Linked DNA regions of Mus musculus: region 1 is linked to region 2. A link is a contact called in public Micro-C data. All regions are on one chromosome and are shown on one strand. Each heading gives the region's core, a stretch centred on a gene start, on an enhancer-like site or on the middle of the called end of the contact. The rest is flanking DNA. Distances are from core to core; before and after follow the strand shown. Region 1 has its middle 5.5 kb from the start of Hsp90aa1. Region 2 overlaps Gm34554 (a long non-coding RNA gene).

Evidence for each region. Hi-C and Micro-C count contacts between places; a contact is called where the count stands out from the background.
Region 1: a Micro-C map of embryonic stem cells shows a contact between it and region 2, with 3 times the contacts expected there. The contact joins two enhancer-like sites. A contact is called at or near these places in 1 of 484 Hi-C or Micro-C datasets (embryonic stem cells) and 4 of 115 datasets of contacts at active chromatin or transcription factors (embryonic stem cells and pancreatic cancer cells).

Annotation. Positions count from the first base shown.
Region 1 is chr12:110,698,955-110,704,929 of GRCm38.p6, reverse strand. No RefSeq gene overlaps it. Among named protein-coding and RNA genes, the nearest start is that of Hsp90aa1, 5.5 kb to the right of the region's middle. Within about 2 kb of position 1,614, at least 128 of the 459 cell types and tissues checked have an H3K27ac peak or open chromatin away from gene starts, as enhancers often do. A contact at or near this core is called in embryonic stem cells, where this site is marked.
Region 2 is chr12:109,943,586-109,949,979 of GRCm38.p6, reverse strand. Gm34554 (a long non-coding RNA gene) reads right to left here. Exons shown (of 3, transcript XR_381936.1): 3 at 2,502-2,617. Among named protein-coding and RNA genes, the nearest start is that of Gm34554, 25 kb to the right of the region's middle. RefSeq lists an enhancer at 1-3,476. Within about 2 kb of position 1,464, at least 54 of the 459 cell types and tissues checked have an H3K27ac peak or open chromatin away from gene starts, as enhancers often do. A contact at or near this core is called in embryonic stem cells, where this site is marked.

The DNA.
Region 1 (5,975 bases), core at 365-2,864, 750 kb before region 2:
TTGTGTGACCCACAGCCAGCCACTGCCCATGAGTGCCTTGTTGGAATTCCTTCCCTTCCACAGGCTGCACTGCCTGACCTAGTGAGCTGAGTTCCTTCTGAGAAAACCCATCCTGTTTCAGTGGCTTGGTTCAAAGACCACACTTGTTCCTCATCGTGAAATGGAGTCCGGGATATGTCGCAGAAGCAGATAGCTTTGCTATCGGAGGGGACCCGGAGGAAACAAGGTATGGCAGTTGGGATGCCAGCCCAGGTCTTCAGGATACAGTGCAGATGTCTGGTACTTCTGTCACTAATGTGTTGAGCTTGCTGGTGTCTACACACGAATTCACAGCTACTGCGCACAGAATTGCCCAGGTGGGCAGGCAAAACGAGGTCATTGTCAAGACCCTGTGATTCTCAGGAAAAGAAGAGACCTGTTTTGTTTTGTTTTGTTTTGTTTTGTTTTGTTTTGTTTTAAACTACAACTTAAATCTCCCAAATTACTCTACTCGGGCTTTTGGGGCAGGAAAATTAAAGTTTCATGACCTGTCTTGGTTATGGAAAGTTCCAGACAAGTTGGGCATCTAAGCAAAAGCCTGCCTCAACAGTAAAAAGAATGGGGCCCAGGAATGCAGCTCAGTGGCGGAGGGAGGACTTGACTGGCATCCTCAGGTCCATCCGACCCAACACCTCACAAACAAGTACTGGAAATAAAAAGAAGACGAAAGACTGGGATGCCACATCTTTTAAATTCACATTCCATTTTGGAGACCCTGACCCTAAGTTTGAATTCAGGTAAACTAACAGGCCAGTACCTAGCATTAGTTTCCAAGCTACCCCTCAACAAGACCCGAGCCTAGCTCCGGTCTCTAGGCTAATCGCCAACAAGACCAGCGTTTCCAGGTTACACCCTCAATAAGACCAGTGTCTCCAGGTTATTTCCTCAACAAACCTGCACCCCTGGGTTACAAGCCCACCCCCTGCCTAACGACCACCAATGCAGAGGACAGCAGAAGTTAAGTTATGATCCGACTCCCAGCACCAGCCAGTTATGTTAAAGACCACAGGAGCTTGCCAATCAGATGCATGCACACGTACTCCATCCCTGCTCCCTGCTCGCTGCTTCCTAGAGAGCCCTGCCTCCTAGGTGTAGTGGATGGGAGTGAGTTTACCTCCAATTATTTACAACAACTGGCTGTTGTTTTTTGTTTGTATTTCTCCACAGGAAAACGTGGGTTTTGTCACATGTAAGCTTGTCCTTGTGATTGAACACTTTAGATAGGCATTCGGGGATCTCATCCCATCCCCCACCAAAACTGTCCTGTGTGACAGCGGTGTGTTGGGTGGCCTGAGCTAGCTTGAGTAAAGGCCCTGCTATGAGTTGCATCAGATTGGCTCCTGTCTGTGTTTGGGGGGATCACTAACATTTCCCTGGCACCACAAGACTACAGCTCAAGAGCGAATTACTTCTTAGTATGTAGGAGGTCGGAAAGTCACACACTGCCTTGAACTCTCTTTGTCATCCTGGCAGGTTTTCAACTTGTCATTTCAGTCTGAGTCAGCTTCCTGCATTGCTGGGATGATAGGCCTGCACTACGGAATGCACCCAGGCCTGCTGCTCTCGGAACTTTGCAGCAGGGGGTCTGTGGTCCTGGCTGAGTCAGGAAGATTATTGGTGATTCCAGGCTGTCTTACACACAGGAACACCACCTCATCCTTGCTCCGCGAAGTACCAGAAGCTTTGCCTTGAATTCTTGAGTGAAGACTGCGGTGAAAGTCAACTCCCATGGGAGCTCAGTTGTTCCTATTGGAAGGCCTCCAGCAGCTGACCAGCAGGTGGCGCTAAACACCCGTGCAGCCCCTTAGGAATGAAGGGCTCTAGCTATACACTAATTCTTTCTGTATGATTTTGACTGCCCTGGGCTGGGTCTGGAGATGGTCCAATAAGGATAAAGAGATAATAATCTGTAATTTCAGTTTAGCTGGATGAGCTTAGAACTCTGGAGGAAGCACATAGAGGGATCTGAGCTCAATAAAGTGTCTTTAAAAAAAAAGGTTCCAGGCTCAAAGGGAACCTTTCAGGGTGGAGAGGTCAGGCCCTAGGGCTACCGTTGTAATTTACATAAAGGCAGGGATGGTAAAATGTGGAATAGCCCTGAAGTGTCCTTATGCAAAGTACAAGGTCGGGACAAGGACCCAGAGTCATGTGAGGGCTGGGGCAGAAAATTCCAAGAAAACAAAACAACAAGAATTCCTATGACCTCAGTTTCTCTAACCCAGGGAATTGTTCTTAGAAGGTGCTTGTGTGCCCTCCCTGGTGTAGCGGGTAAGAGTGAGTTCACCTCAGATTATTTACGAGGCAGTTGGTTTTTGTTTGTATGTTTCTGTGGGAAAGAAATGTGGGCTTTGCCACGTGTAGCTGTCCTTGTGATTGAACCCCTCACTCCGGTGATTCTTCCGAACCTTCGGATGTAAACTGCCCAAAGCTCTGAGACTTTAGACCTCCTCATTTCAGGCTCCATTCTTCCAGGTTCCACCTCCGCAAGAACAGTAGACGTTAAGAGGTCCGCCCTGCCGTAGAGGCTGCTTAAGGGTGAGAAAATGGAACTCGGGAGGAAGAAAGAGGCTGGAACAAACCAGAAAGCCAAGCAGCAGCCATCGCCCTTGTAGACTATCCTTCCCCTCCCTGAATCAGTTTCTTTGCTCGACGTGCATTTGCGTGTGTGTGTGTGTGTGTGTGTGTGTGTGTGTGTGTGTGTGTGTGGTGCTGGAAACTAGTGCCTCACATGCATTAAACATGTCTTTTCCAGCTGAGCAAATCTAGCCTTTGTATTCCTGATAAGGTTGCCATGATCTTCTTATGACTGAGAAAGCTGCCCCAGCTGTCGGGAGCTGGGCACTCCTCTGTGGACAGTGCTGTCATGGCCTGGTGACAGACCTGCAGATAATGTATGCCATGGGGCTGGATATAGGAGGGGGGTCTCCCCAGCCAGTGACTGTGTGAACTGGGTCCCAGACAGGGAACAGGAGAGAGGAGCTGGCTAAAGGGGCCCTGGGGCTGACAGCCTAGATAGAAAGTAAGGGCATAGTGTCCTGCATGCCCTGAGGGTTCCCCACTCCTTAAAATGGCAGCTGAGAAAGGCACGAATCAGTCCAGCAAAAGCCAGCTAAGTAGGGCCTGGCATGGCACCTGAAAGCTTGAGTTCTATCTAAGTAGCTCCTGAGCATGGGGGAAAGAGTGTTCCAAGGACAATCTGAGGCAGCCCTCAGGTGTGGTAGAGGGAGGCCTGGAGTCAGGTGACTCAGCAGGTTTAAGAAAACCACAGTGCTCCAGGGAAGGAAGCTCTAGCTCTCTCTCTCTCTCTCTCTCTCTCTCTCTCTCTCTCTCTCTCTCTCTCTCTCTCCTGCTGTCCTCTTGCCCCTCCCCGTTCTCCTCCCCCCTCTCTCGCCATGTGCTCATGGCCTGCTTCTACTTCTCTGCTCTCTCTCTCTCTCTCTCTCTCTCTCTCTCTCACACACACACACACACACACACACACACACACACACACACGACCTTTGGTCTGACAGGACTGAGACCCTGACAAAGCTCCTCACACGGGATGTTCACCTCTTTCTGGTTTGTCCCACCCTCTCAGAGCTAAGGGTGCTACTCCAGGCCAGACAATGTGCTTGTGTGGGGCTCAGACTCCCCTGAGTCCTGTCCCATCCCTGACTCCAGATTAGCACTAGCAGATTACAAACTGGACTTCTGCAAGGGGGTGGTTTGGGAGTGAAAGAGACAGGTTAGTGTTGTGCTTTATAAAGAGAGGGAAGGACTATGTTTAGTGGCTGTGAGGTCAGGTATTGGGGAAGGGGGTGCCTCTGCGGGCCCATGCCAAGGCATCCCTTCCCCCTGACGGACCAGACACAAGAAGGCAAAGTATAGAATAGAGTTTATTTAAGGCATGGGGGAGGGGAGTTGAGAGAAAGTCAGAGAGAGTAGAGTAGTAGAAGCCAGCCATGAGCACATGGAGAGAGGGGGGAGGGGAATGGAGAGAGGAGAGCAAGCAGGCAAGAGAGAGCAGAAAGGGCCAGCAGCCCCTTCATAGTGAATCAGCCACACCTGTTTCTTGCCAGGTAACTGGGACAGAGCCCAAAGTGCTAACAGTTGGGATGGAAGCTCCTACCCATTCTCTCTTACACCCACACCCTAGTTTTGGACCCCACTCACATACACTCCAGTCTCTCTCATCCTTCTTTTCCAGGGTCTTCCAGTTTTACTGAACTGTGCCTGCACCAGCCGCTTATATCCCAATAATGGTCAGCCACATTGGGACGTGAGCCGGAAACAGTTTCATGCCGTTGCCTGCGGCTGCCTAAGCAGCTTCCTTCTAGCTAGGTGAAACCGGGCTGCTGCTTTGTTGTTTGGTTGGTTTGGTTTTGGAGACAGGGTTTCTCTGTGTCCTGGCTGTCCTGGAACTCACTCTGTAGACCAGGCTGGCCTCGAACTCAGAATCTACCTGCCTCTGCCTCCCAAGTGCTGAGAGTAAAGGTGTGTGCCACCACCACCTGACAAAAACAGCATTCTTAACTTTACTGTTGAAAAGATGTTTGAGACAAGCTAGTGTCAAGTAGAGCTAGAATTTAAGAGGAAATTTTAACATATATTTAAGCAGGAGGATCAGTAGCTGCTCAGGAAAAGCAAGACACACACACGCACACATACAAACTCAGGAGAGTTGTGCTCAAGTGTCAACTCAGTAGCTATATATAGGATCGCAGTGGCTTCTAGAGTTATGTTTCAAAGGGGTGCTGAAGAACTTAGATGAGACCCTAGGGTGGGCCCTGGGGTGCACTGAATAAGATGACAACTAAGAGCCATAGGCCACCAAGGGGTCAAACAGAGTTAAGATGTTTTTAATCACAAGCCAAAGTTTTAGGCTAGTCTGTGAGATTCCCAGAACATTTTGAACTCACATCTAGAAAGGGCATGAGGGCAGAGATGCCTAGACATTTTAGGTTTCTGCCGTCGTAACGTGCAATTAGTGTTTAGCCTGAATGTAGGTCTGTGTGAGGGTGTGAATTCCCTAAAACTGAAGTTACAGACAGCTGTGAGCTGCTACATGGGTGCTGAGAATGGAACTCTCCTGCATGATGCTTGGGTCTTTTTTATTTTTTATTTATGTTTTAAGATTTATTTATTATATGTAAGTACACTGTAGCTGTCTTCAGACAGACCAGACGAGGGCGTCAGATCTTATTATGGATGGTTGTGAGCCATCATGTGGTTTCTGGGAATTGAACTCAGGACCTTCAGAAGAGCAGTCAGTGCTCTTAACCACTGAGCCATCTCTCCAGTCCCGATGCTTGGGTCTTAAGCATGGTTCATTTTAACTTTTTTTTTTGTTTCAGTTTATTTTTCTGTCTATGAAGAGCTGTTTGCCTGAATGAATGGCTGTGTACTGTGTACATGCAGTATGCTTGGAGTCAGACCCCTGGGACTTCCAGCTGTCATCTAGGGTGCTGGACTTGAACCCGGGTTCTCTGGAGGAGCAGCCAGGGTTCTTAACTGCTGAGTCATCTCTTCAGCCTTTCATTTTTAGCATTCTTATTTTAAATCTCTATTTACAAGGTGTTGTGTTTTATAAAAAGATAAGGAGAGGGGGGATATGTTTGGTGAAGGTGGAGTCAGATGTCAAGGTGTCAGGTATGGGGGAAGTGGTGCCTCTGCCGGCCCCTGCTGAGGCATCCTTTCTCCCTGAGGGACCAGGGGAGTTGAGAGGGTAGTAAAGACAGAGAAAGGCAAAGAGAGAGAGAGAGAGAGAGGGAGAGAGAGAGCGAGCGAGCGAGAGAGCGAGCAGAGAAGTAGAAGTCGGCCATGAGCACATGGCTAGAGAGGGGGGAGGAGAAGGGGGGAGGGGCAAGAGGACAGAGCAGGAGCAAGAAGCCAAGAGCAAGCGAGCGAGCCGCGGAGGGGCCGCAGAACAGCCCCTTTTACAGTGAGTCAGGTAC
Region 2 (6,394 bases), core at 215-2,714:
TGGTGTTGGGGGTTTGAGGTGGGTGCTCTTCGGGCCACCACTTCTGCATAGCCCCAAGGCACCTCTGAAATCACCCAGACGCTGGGCATGGAGTGGAAGGTCAAAGGTCAACCACAGATCCAGGGGAGCGGTGAGGAGGGAGCAGGCTTGGCCCTCCTCCAGCTGCACCCTTCACTTTGCTGGCTGGTAGAAGGTGGGAGCAGGGATTAACAGGCCCGGGCTTGTTCTCTCTCCCTGAGCACAGAGGCCCCATGGGGCAGCTCTAATTGGTTCATGTCTGACTGTAGCAAAGAACAAATTGATTTCCCTCCAGCTGTTTCTGCAACCACAGGTCCTCAAGCAGGCACAGGCAGCCGGCTGTGCCACCCGGCTTCATGGTCAAGCGCTGGGGCAAAGTCGGGGGTGAAGGGCAAAGGGGGTCTTGTGACAAAGAAGGGATCCTGCCTCAGTGTCCCAGAGTACACGCACGAACGCACGCACCTTGACAGAGGAAGAAACGAGAGGCCCTCTGGGCTTCAGTGCTCCCTGTAGTAGCTGTCAAAAGCCAAGCATCAAACAAGATCCTACAGTAGAAAACCAGCGTTCCCTCTACATGGGGCTCCATACACAACAGCTCAGCCATACTGGAGTCTTTAGCTACAGGATACACATTTTCTTGCCCCGGGGCCTTTGCACATGCTGAAAATGTTTGCACCATCTCCCTTCCCACGTATTCCTTTGCCAGTGGACAATATATTCTTGCCCCGTGGACTCGGCTGGCAGGTCTTCGCTTGGACAGCTTCTCCTGGGAAGGGGCCTTGGCCTTCTCTGCACTCAGCCCCATGCTTGGCTTACTATGTGTGGAACCTTCCCACAGCAGGTCTAGCTTTTCTTCCCAAGGAGCAAATATAGTCCCTGCCCCAGCCATCATTCTGTGCGCACAAGCAGCCTCGGTGCCCGAGGAACCATGGGCGATCTCCGGGAGGAGGTTTTAGAGTGAGTGTGGGGCAGGGAACCCCACGGGCCTGAACCGACTGGCAGAGCAACCAGGAACCAAGGAAAGAGCTGGAACCCGCCCTGCTGGCAGGCCGAGAAATGGCAGACTGAGCCCAACAAGGCTCACACACACACCTGGCCTCCTGCTTAGAGCCTGCAGTGAACTCCCGGCACAGGCACGAAGCCCTCCTCGATCCCCGCCTCCCCAACCCCACCCCTCTCTCACTCAGGATTCTTTGTGACAGAGGTGGATGCACACCCCAGACTTTGTTCCCAGTTCCTGCCGCCCTTCCTCCATATTTCTTTCTCCACACCAAAGCAGAGCCCCAGCCACAAGAGAGGTGTTGTCAGTCCCCCACCCCACTCCACTTCTCCCTCGCCTCCCACCCTCGCTACCCCCCTCCTCCTGCAAACCGGCCACCTCTCTTTGTGTCCTCTGTCCCGGCCGACCCTCTCTTTGTGTCCTCCCTTCCAAATCTGCATCATAAAAAGCGCTAGGCCCAGACGGTTAAGGAAGGCTTTCCTTGGGGTGGGGAGAAGGGGCCAGGCTGTACTGGCAAGGTCAAATTTCTTTTTATTTCCCAGCGACAGGGGCCATTCACATGTTAATAAATGACACTCCCATCGGGCGTCTAGGCAGCCTTTCTGAAAACTGAATTTTAACTCAGCACAACTGCTCTGTGAACAAGTCTACAAATAAAGATCCTGAGGTGTGGGGTGACAGGGGGCAGATGGAAAGCCACCCAATGTGCAGAGGGCTAAGGAAAGGAACTGTCCACCGCCTGCCTGGCTAAAAATCACCAAGTCCTTCCATCCCAGAGTGAAGGATGGACAAAATTTGTGATTCACAATCAAGACTTGCTGACAGACAAATGAGCAGGAGGGGACTTTCTGGGGTCTTGTCTTGGTCACTTAGGCTGCGTGCAATCTCCAGCATCCCATAGCGTAGGTTTTCCCATGTGTCTCAGCTGCTTCCCCTCTGACGCCCAGATCCCTGTAGCTGGTTCTGGGGCAGTCCTGGCCTCACCTGAAATTGATCACCCCCCACCCAAGGCCTGACTTTCAACCAAGAAGTCTGTTGCTGTTGTTATGGGGTTCTCTTGTTGTTTGGTTGTTTGTTTGTTTGTTTTTGGCTTGCTTTTTTGCATCCTTTAGGATTTGTGCCTGAAGGGAACGAGGAGGCCAGAGTTTTTTGTTCTGTTTTTTTCTTTTAAAGTTTTAGAAAAGCTGTACAAAGGTTTTATAAGACGTTGTTCTTGTGCAACTGAAAAGCTGCAAGATTTGGCAGACATTAGTGAGCTGGGGTCAAAATGCCCAAATGAAAACCAGGTTTGGGGGCTGAGAGATGGCTCAGGGGTTAAGAGCACTGGCTGCCCTTCCCGAAGCCCAGTGCTTTATTCCTGTCACGCACATGGTGGCTCACCACCACCTGTAACTCCAATTCCAGGAGCTCTGACGACTTCTTCTGGCCTTGTCGGGCATCAGGCTCACATGCAATACACATACAAGTGTAACATGAACGTGCATAAAATAAAAATAAATATATCTTTTTAATAAAGTATGCTTGCTTCAGGGATATCCTGATTTCTGGTGGCTGAGATAGACCTGGAGCTCTTCGATTCCTGGCCCATGTGGTGAATCTCTGAAACAAGAACAGACAGTGGGCAGAACCTGTAAGAGTTCTCTGTAGGTGTCTGTGCCCCAGGGGGTTCAGTGGATGTTAGGTCTCCTAGCCTACCTTTTACAGGACTCAAGAGTGCTTCCCAGGAAGACACACTAGCTGGAGGTGGAGGTTCTAAGGCAATGGCCGCTGCAAGGTAGTGCCAGAAGAGAGTGGGTGGGGCTGAGCAGAGAGGGCACTGAGGGATGAGGGGCAGGACTAAGGGAAAGTGGGTGGGGCTGAGGAGAGGGAGTACTGAAGGATGAGGGCAGAGCTAAAGGGAAATGAGTGGGGCTGAGGAAGGCTGAAGAAGGCTGGGCAGGGCTGAGGGAGACCAAAGATCAATATCAGTGGCCATAGCCAATATCCACAGCCAGGAGGCCCCATAAGCACCAGACATTTGCTACCTCCAGTTCTGGCAACTGGAAGTTGAAGGTTGAGCTGGAAAGTAGGGTCCTGGTTGGGGCCTTCTTTGAGATGTAGCTCTGTCTCTCTGAGTCCTCACTGGAGGGAAAGAGGTAAGAGTCTCCAGCCCTTTCCGTAGGGCACTAATCCCAATATGAGGGCTGTACTTTTGGACCCTGTCATTGCATAGAGGCTACTTGGGTGACACTGTCCTTGAGGCACTGGGCTATCCTCCTGTGAAACAAGGAGTGTTGGGAATGGGATGGAGTGTCTCTGAGACAAGGAGGAGCTGACAACTGCCATGTAGCCTAGGAGGATAGAGATCCCACAGTCACAAGAGCAATGCTATGACCAGGGCCTCTCATCACTGACAGCAGTGGACTTGTGGTGGCCCCTGGAGGACAGAAGCACCTTGCCTAGGATAGGCCAGCTGCACTGGGTCTGGATGTGGGTGGGGACTCCCCAAGACCCATTGTGGAAACTCTGAGCTTTTAGGAAATCGTGCTGCAACCAGGATGTGCTGTCCAGCAAGCCGCCCTGTCACAAGAGGCCTCATCAGACCAGACTCTCACCAGGAAAAATGCACTTTCTTGTTGGATCCAAGATCCAGATTTTGTAGAATAAACACTTGTCAACTCAGAGAGCATGTATACCAATTAATTACCACTGGGCTAGGCTGCACTGGGCTGCAGGCTGTGAGAACAAGCCTTCCCAAGCCATTCTTTCCTTTCTGTTTTCCCCCAGGACTCGGGCATCACATGAAATGTCTTGAAGACTCTTTCCAGGTCTGGTCTCTTTGAGACACTTCTAATAGCACAGAGTTGGAGGCTGTAAATAGTAGGGGGACAAGGAAAGAGAGATGTCTCACATACCAGGTGAGACACCCTCACTCTTGTATAAAAATGCAGCAGGACATCTTTTTCTTGTGGCCGCCACTACCTCCAGACAGATTATACAAGACTTACGGACATCTGAAAGTTTCTTTTTCGTTTTTCCAGTCCAGACCAGTTCCCTCTTCCCCTTCCATACTTGACCCAGGAAGAAGAGAGATAGAGTTTTGTCTGGAACATCCTGATATCTAGGTGTAGTCTGCCTGGTGTTCAGTAACTATTGGCACCCCGGTCACAGTTTGACATGCAATAAACATGTGATGAACTTTTACCTCGGGCCAAAATAACGTCAGAAAGACCAGATTTAGCCTCTCCTCTGCAAGAGCTAAGAATCTGGACAGAACACATGGAATAACAATTGTCAGACATGGACTGTCAGACAGTTCAAGTCAGTTCAAGACAGTAATCCTGAGATTGGGGCGGGGGGTGGGGGGGTGGGGGGGAGTAAGCCATGTGAGCCCTGTCATGGCTTTGGGCTGCAGCCAGGAGAGTCTCCAGGCATGCCACTAGGAGGGGGGCCCAGACAGAGCCTGGGGTCTTTCTCATGGAACTGGGGACTTGTGGAGGCCAATGCAGCTGCAGTCCTAGGACTAGGAAGGATGGGAAAGGAAGGATGTTTGAGGGATGTACTTGTAGATGGTCCCTCTTGGGAGTTAAGAGCTCAGCAGAGCTTGGTCAGCTCAGGTGCGACAGTAGCGGGCTCACACAGGGCTAGTGACAGTGCTGGCTCCTACCAGCTGTGAAGACAATGGCAGCTACTTCTCAGTACATTCCCAGGGATTGGGAAGGGTATGGAGTAGATGCTGCCCAGTGGTGGATAAGTGACACTTGAATCCTACCTGTTAGAGCTCCTCAAGTTGTATCCAGTCCACAGCCTGTGGGTCGCATGCACCTGAGAACTCTGCTGCCAGTGAGGCACAGCACAAAAATTTTAAACTCACTTAAGAGATGATGAATGAAGACCTGTTTGTGATTTTAGAAATATCTAGCTTAAAGAGTTCTGAAGCACACGCTTCATAGATGACAGTTTGTATCTTGATGGCAAAAGGTTGGGCCCATCTGGAAGCTATGGGTAAATGAAACAGTTTCCAAAGTACCTTAACTATGTCTGAGAACAGAGATTAATACCATTTATAGGAATATAAACATCTATTCCCTAACAGTAAATACAAGGTTGGGAACCAGGTGAAAAATAGATAGCCCGCGTATGCAAAGGAGCAGGGCATGTGCCCAGAGGAGGAAGCAGAGTTGGAGATACGGCTCAGTTGGTAGAGTGCTAGCCTGGTGTCCATGAATCCCTGTGCTCCTCAAGCACTGCATAAACTGTCAGGGGAGTGCATCTATAATCTCAGTACTCAGGAGAATCGGAAGCTTAAGGTCATCCCAGCTCAGAAGAGAATTTGAGGCCAGCCTGGGTTACAGGAGACCTAGTAAGATAAGATAAGATGAGATGAGATAAGATAAGATAGAATTGCATAAGAACTCAATGAATCCAGATTAACTCTGAAATACCATAGGAGATGGAATCAGCGGGTAGGATCCAAAAACAATTTTATAACTCTGTCCTCTGTGTTCAGGAAGCAAAAAGAAACACAGGCAAAGGCAATAAAAGGAGATGTGAGCCCTATGTAAAGAGGTGAGAAACAGCATCTGAGAGCAAAAAAAAAAAAATCTCATGAAATTAGCAGAGGATTAAGTGCTCAGAGGGGAAGAGTAATCGACTTGAAGATGCGGTAATAGAAATGATTTTAAATGCAACATTATAGAGGAGAGAAGAATACAGAACATCAAGATAACTTCCAAAGGCCCAGTGTCTATGTGAAGTAGTATGGAAGACAAGGAGATGGGAAATATATCAGGAAAAATGTCAGTAGAAACTTACAAATGTGGTGAAAACTCTAACCAGTGAGGTCTAAGAAGGGCAGTGAACCCAGGCATGTGAAACATGAAGAAGAGCACATGGGGGATACCCTAGATGAACTGGATAAAATCAGTAATGGTGAAAAGGATTTAGAAGTAGCCAGAGAAAAATCAGTCACTACATCAGAGGAGTGGAGTACATAGATCTTACCAACAGTGCTGAGTGAGAAGGATGCTGGGTAATCACCTTAATTAAGTACAGGCAGAAAAGTAATGACTGACTTTATACCCAGCAAAACTACCTTTCAAACTGATTATCTCTATACCCAGCAAAAATATCTGGGTGGCTCGCACTTGCAGTTGGACTATTGGGAGCTGGAGACAGAAGATGATCAGGGTTCATGGACATCTTTGGCTACATAGCAAACTTGAACTCAGAGACCAGACCAGGTCTGGGTGGGGGGAGGAATTCTAGACACATAATGCTGAAAGATACTGTGATCAGTAAACATTGGTAATAGAAGCACTTCCAGCAGAACAGAATGAAGCCTCACCACTGCATGGATCATTGACATGAGAATAAAGGCACTGGGACCATGCAAGG